Regions from separate parts of the Mus musculus genome. Here region 2 is linked to region 1. Evidence: chromatin contacts called from public HiChIP or PLAC-seq data. All regions are on one chromosome and are shown on one strand. Each heading gives the region's core, a stretch centred on a gene start, on an enhancer-like site or on the middle of the called end of the contact. The rest is flanking DNA. Distances are from core to core; before and after follow the strand shown.

What was found. HiChIP or PLAC-seq counts read pairs in DNA pulled down with a chosen protein or histone mark.
Region 2: an H3K4me3 HiChIP or PLAC-seq map of embryonic stem cells shows a contact between it and region 1, with 12 read pairs. The contact joins the enhancer-like site here to the promoter of Tomm70a in region 1. A contact is called at or near these places in 4 of 484 Hi-C or Micro-C datasets (the CH12 cell line, the HPC-5 cell line, the N1E-115 cell line and 1 more), 6 of 115 datasets of contacts at active chromatin or transcription factors (embryonic stem cells, large pre-B cells and memory CD8 T cells) and 3 of 9 other capture datasets (adipose tissue, embryonic stem cells and liver).

Annotation. Positions count from the first base shown.
Region 1 is chr16:57,120,321-57,123,179 of GRCm38.p6, forward strand. Tomm70a (translocase of outer mitochondrial membrane 70A) reads left to right here and starts at 1,394. Exons shown (of 12, transcript NM_138599.5): 1 at 1,394-1,874. The coding sequence starts at 1,542.
Region 2 is chr16:57,250,500-57,253,358 of GRCm38.p6, forward strand. No RefSeq gene overlaps it. Among named protein-coding and RNA genes, the nearest start is that of Tbc1d23, 20 kb to the left of the region's middle. Within about 2 kb of position 1,457, at least 52 of the 459 cell types and tissues checked have an H3K27ac peak or open chromatin away from gene starts, as enhancers often do. A contact at or near this core is called in adipose tissue and embryonic stem cells, where this site is marked.

The sequences.
Region 1 (2,859 bases), core at 144-2,643:
TTGTTGCTAGTGCAAACATTTCACTGGTGAGAACCAACATGACGCAAGAGAAAAGGCCCTGAAGTTTCAAACTGGAACATTCTATTTTAATCACTCCACGTTGACACAACTTGGCCTTTGCATCTTCATGTAATGCTATTATGGTGAGCATCCTGTGGTACTTAAAAGCCAAATGACCATCTATGGGTGTTTGGTTTTTGTTTTTTTGGTTTGTTTGTTTGTTTGTTTGTTTGTTTGTTTGACAAAAGGATGTTCAAACCTGAAATGAAGAGCCATAGCCTGGAACATTTAATTATCCATGCTTTGCCTTTTTTTCTTGAAAATTGTGTGAATTCCAAACACCTTGCAAAGTAGACTTCATGCTTTGAGACCAGATCCAGAGTTCATGAAGGCTTAAGAAAAGTACTTCAGGGCTGACGAGATGGCTCAGCAGTTAAGAGCACTGACTGTTCTTCCAGAGGTCCTGAGTTCAATTCCCAGCAACCACATGGTTGGCTCACAACCATCTGTAATGGGATCCGATGCCCTCTTCTGATGTGCTTGAAAAACAGCTACAGTGTAGTCATATAAATGAAATAAATTTTTTTTAAAAATTTAAGTTATTTCAAATAAGTGAGCAAACTCAAAGTGTTGTGACAGACACTTGTGCTCCAGGGAAGGTTGTATGGGCTAGATGTCAGGTGGAATCCATTTTAAGATACACACGTAAAGATGCCTGCGGTGATCCGGGGTCCTCGAGGAAAGCCAATAGGAAAGCCTTCTAACAGACATCCTTGCCCTTTGTAACTATTAAAGGTGCAGCACACAGGCTGCAAGTCACTTCCATGAGTCAACCTACCTTCCCCAGTTTCCATCTAGTCTTTGCCCTCTGTCATTGTCCCAGGAACTACAAATTTGTCCAAACTACAATCTGGCTATTGCAGAAATATACAAAGCTGGTTTACACAGCACGATGGTCTCACCCTTTTTCCCCCCTCCCACAGTTTCAGTCTTTAACAGGCACCAACGTAGCCACACCCCCCTCCCCGATCCTACCAATCAACTGGGAGGCCCACCATCCCTGCTGGCCAATTCCCTTCACAGTGCTTCTGCAAGTCCCGCCCACTCACAGAGCTACAGGGAGCTGTCCCTCTACACTTGCTGCACACGGCCCCCCACGCCCCTCCTCGCCGCACTGGCGACAGTGCCACGGGTCCTTCTGTCCTGGAGAAGAGGTCTGCAGTCACGCAAGGCCTGAGACCTCCCGAGCGATTCTAGGCAACCGCCTGCAAGAGGAAAGGGAAAAGCCACCCAGAGCGCCAGGCCTTCTGACCCCGGAAGTGGTTCTCCCCTGTACAGTAGATAGGGGCGGGCCCAGCCGCCGGTCTAGCCCGGCATGCCCCGGGCTTCCGGTGACCTCTGGCCCTTTTCTGTCGTCCGCTCCTGCTGCTTAGCGTGCTCGCTCGCGCGTTGCTTTCCCTCCACGCTCCCGGCTTCCTCCCCACGCTGCCCGGTGACCGTGGCGCCCGCGACCGGCGCGGCGGCGGCGGAGGACAGTCGTCATGGCCGCCTCTAAGCCCATAGAGGCGGCGATGGCGGCGGCTGCTGCGCCCGGTTCTGGAAATGGAGTGGGCGGTGGCGGTGGGACTGCGGGCCCCGGCTCGGGCGCGGGGACCCTGCCGCGATGGCACGTGGCGCTGGCCATCGGGGCGCCCCTGTTGCTGGGTGCTGGGGCTATGTACCTGTGGAGCCGAAGGCGGAGGCGCCGGGAAGCGGGAGGCCGGGGCGACGCCAGCGGCCTGAAGCGCAACAGTGAACGGAAGACCCCCGAGGGCAGGGCCAGTCCGGCCCTGGGCAGTGGCCACCACGACGGTTCTGGGGACTCCCTGGAAATGGTGAGAAGCCGCCCGGGCCGTAGAGGTGAAAACGAGCGGATGCAGCTTTTCCTTGACCCGTTGTGCGGGTGAGGGGCCCTCCCACCGGTCGGAAACTGCCGAGTGACTTTAGAGTCGTTTCTGGTTGCCTTTATAGGGAATGGAATAGCAGCTCCAGGCTGGCTAGCGTAGAGACGTTCTTTGACAATTTCCTTTGGGATCCAACAGAATACTTTGCCTTTCTTCTAAGTGACACAGCATTTATCCCTAGTATGTAGGTATGGGAAACATGCACAAATATAGTAATTCCATTAAGCGAAGAAAGGCAAATTTCACGGAACGATTGGAGTTGTACCGTGAGTTGTTATTGTGTTTCCCAAGACCAGAACTTTGCTAAGAACCTTTTAAAAACAAGCCATTTTTCTTTCGGAGTTTCTCTCTCGCTCTGATTGTGTGTGTGTGTGTGTGTGTGTGTGTGTGTGTGTGTGTGTTTGGGGAGGGAGATTAGCAACTATTACAAAGTTCAAAAAAATCATTAGGTAGCTTTGTATATAGGAAATAGTTCAGTTTTTAAGGAACTGTGCCTCCCACCCCCACCCCCGCTGCACATCTTAAAATGTTCTATTTCACCTGGACATATATATACATGTGTCCAAGCCTGATAAAGAGTCTCTGGTGTTATAACAAGCATTGGAGTGATAAACTGCTCTATCGGATCTGGTGGTCAGACTATTAAATCTTTTTGACAAGTTTGACGGCTGTGTGGAGAATTGGCATGGACTGAGATTGAGTGAGATAAGGGACTTTACTGGGTCAGGAATTCTGTGGTGGTATTACCAGAGTAATCCAAGTTCAGAGAAACTTACAGGTAAATAAATACCAGGTATGTGCCTGAGGAAATTCTTTATACACACGCATCCTATGTGCACTTAACACTCATGAGAAAAACTGTACAGTTAAATGAATGGCAGGCATTTTCATCCCATTCAGCCTGAAGACACGTTGT
Region 2 (2,859 bases), core at 207-2,706, 130 kb after region 1:
ATGGGGGACTTTTGGAATAGCATTGGAAATGTAAATGAGGAAAATACCTAATAAAAAATTTAAAAAAAACCCAAAAAACAAAAAAACACCAAGAACAAATTTATCCTATTTTTGGTATCAACACTGTACCCATTGTATGTCGTCTGTAATCTTACCATTATTTCTTTTTTATGACAGAATTTTAAAAATTATGTTATTTATTTATTATGTGCAGGAATGGGCATGTAGGTGGGGGGTCAAAGGATAACAATCTCTCCTTATCATGTTGGACACAGGCATTGCACCAGTCTTGTCAGCAATAGTCTTAATTCACTGAGCCATCTCACTGGCTCTATGCTAGACTTCTTAAAAGCAAATTCCAGACATTGTGATTTTACCCAAAAAATACACTAGTCTCTTAAGTAAAAAACAAAACATAATCATAATATCAATACTTTCATTGAGCTGAATTAGTACTCCCATCTCCTTTGCTCTATAATTTATTGTGTAAATTCTTAATTCTTTATGTGTATGAATATTTTGCTTGCATGTATGTCTGTGTATTGCGTGTGTGCCTGGTGCCCACAGAAACCATGAGAGGGCATTGGAACCCCCACGACTGGAGGTATAGACATTGCGAGCTACCATGAGGATCCTCTGAAAGAACAGCTTAACTGTTGAGCCATCTCTCCAACTGCTGATCTGCAGTCTGTTTAAACGTCTTCATTCTACACCAAAGGTGCCATTGTCTTGTGGCTGTCTTCAGTATGCATGTTGTCCCTTACATTCTATTTGCTCTTACATTTCATTTGCACAGGGAGCCAGGGCAGGACTTTTCTGTTTTCCCTAGGGTCTTTAATTTGGGCTACTGGCACAATTCTTATTAGATCTTTGAAAATGATCTTATTAAAGGGTCACACAGGAGATGGGTGATGAGAAGAGGAGGCACCATTATGAAAGTGACCTCAAAACATTAGGTATATCACAAAGTTCTTTCCTTGAGTCAGTTAACTTTGCAGTTTTAGTTTGGGGAGGATATTTGACCCCATGGAATTAGGAGTCCTTTCTTATATTTGCCAAATTGCTGAAGCCATTGAATATTTGTGCAAAAATATGTCCAAATTTGGGGCCACAGAGGAGTCTCTGTGTGAGTTATTGCTCCTGAAACTTCCACACAGCTGTCTGTGGAGAGGGAGGGACGGGGGTCAGGTTTCTTGGATGAGCTGCAGTCAGTTTTCTGAGGATGTGGTTGATCCCAGAAAATACACAGCTAATTTATAAGAGGCTTGGAAGAAGGCAGCTGCCTTGAAGAAAACACATTGAGAACTCTAGAGGTCAAGATATGACCTTGATCCTTGTGGGAAATTTCCACTGGTTTGTACCAAAGAAGTCTGTAGGAAGCTATGGGCCATCTGAAAGCTCCTGACAACGCTGTGTTACTTTACCTTTTAGACAAAAGGAGTTGAAAGACAATAGTCTTTAAATACAAACTCTGCTCCATACTGGCTGGAAGGAAGGCCCTCCACCCTCTGGCACTCCCATATCCTAGGATTTAACCGTTCCTTTCAGTTTAACAGAGTCCAACGGGGTAGATACATACATCAATAAATTCTTAGATGTGAATTATTTTTATAGTCTTTGAGTCTTTAGAAGCTAATAAATCACATTAAACAGAGCCCTAGATTATCTGTCTTCCTTTTTAATGCCTCTGCAAGACCATGCATTATCTCACAGGATCGGAATGTGACAGATTCTATTTTGAATCTTCCAACGACTCTTTTCACTTAGCTTTTCTGAGACCCAGAGTTGAAAAGAATTTGTGCAACCACGAGTCACCCCCAGTTCACTGGGCCTTTCTGTTCTGGTTTCAAAGAGGTCAGTGTCTTCTTAAGAGCCATGTGGACACTTGAGCATGTTCTCAGGAGAATGCAATCCTTGTGCTGAGAAGTTATCTACAGAGAATCCTTCACAGAGCTCTATCTAGTGATAGAGAGGCATGTCTGTGGCCAAAAGATGCTCTAAGCACGTAAAGACCAGTACTGTTTCAGTGAACCCAATAAACCCTAATTAATGAGACTAGTCATTGATATGAAGACTGCTTATTTCCAATGAAACTAGCAAGACAGAAGTCTTAAAACAAAAATGTTTGCTGCCCAAACTTGTTAGGATATACAACTGAAAATCTCTTCTACATTCATTGTCATTGCCTCTGTGTGTGCGGGGAGGGGTGTTGAGGGTGGGTAGTATGGTATGTCTTTGTGTGTGTGTTTGGTGGGGTGTGGGATGTAGAGTGTTAAGTGTGGGTTGGTCAGTGTGTATATATGTGTGACTTGCGGTAAAGTGTTTTGTGTGTTGCATGTGGTAGGGTGTGGGGTGTTGAGCCTGGGTTGTGTGGTGTGTTTATGTTTGTGTCTGTGTGTATGTCTGTGTCTATCTGTCTGTCTCTCTTCTCTGTGTGTGTGTGTTTGGTGGGGTGTGGGGTAGTGAGTGTGGGTAGTGTGGTGTGTATGTATGTGTGGTTTGAGGTGAAGTGTTGAGTATAGTTTGTGATATGTATGCGTGTGTGATGGGTTGTGTGGTCTGTGTGTCTGTGCATGTGTGTGTCTGTGTGGTGTATATAAACATTCCTGTGTGGGTAGGGATGTATTCCTCATGACTGTGTCTGTTGAATGGCCTGCCTCGGTCCCTTTCTCCCTTCCTGCTTTGAGACAGTATCTCTCTGTCACTAAACTTGGAGCTCATCATTTTGGCTAAACTGGTCACCCAGCCCTTGGGATTCTGCCTGTCTCTGCACTGGGGATAAAGGTGTAGGCTGTTATACCCGCCTTTTATGTAGGTGCCAGGGATACAAACTTGGATCATTGTACACAGCAAGCACTT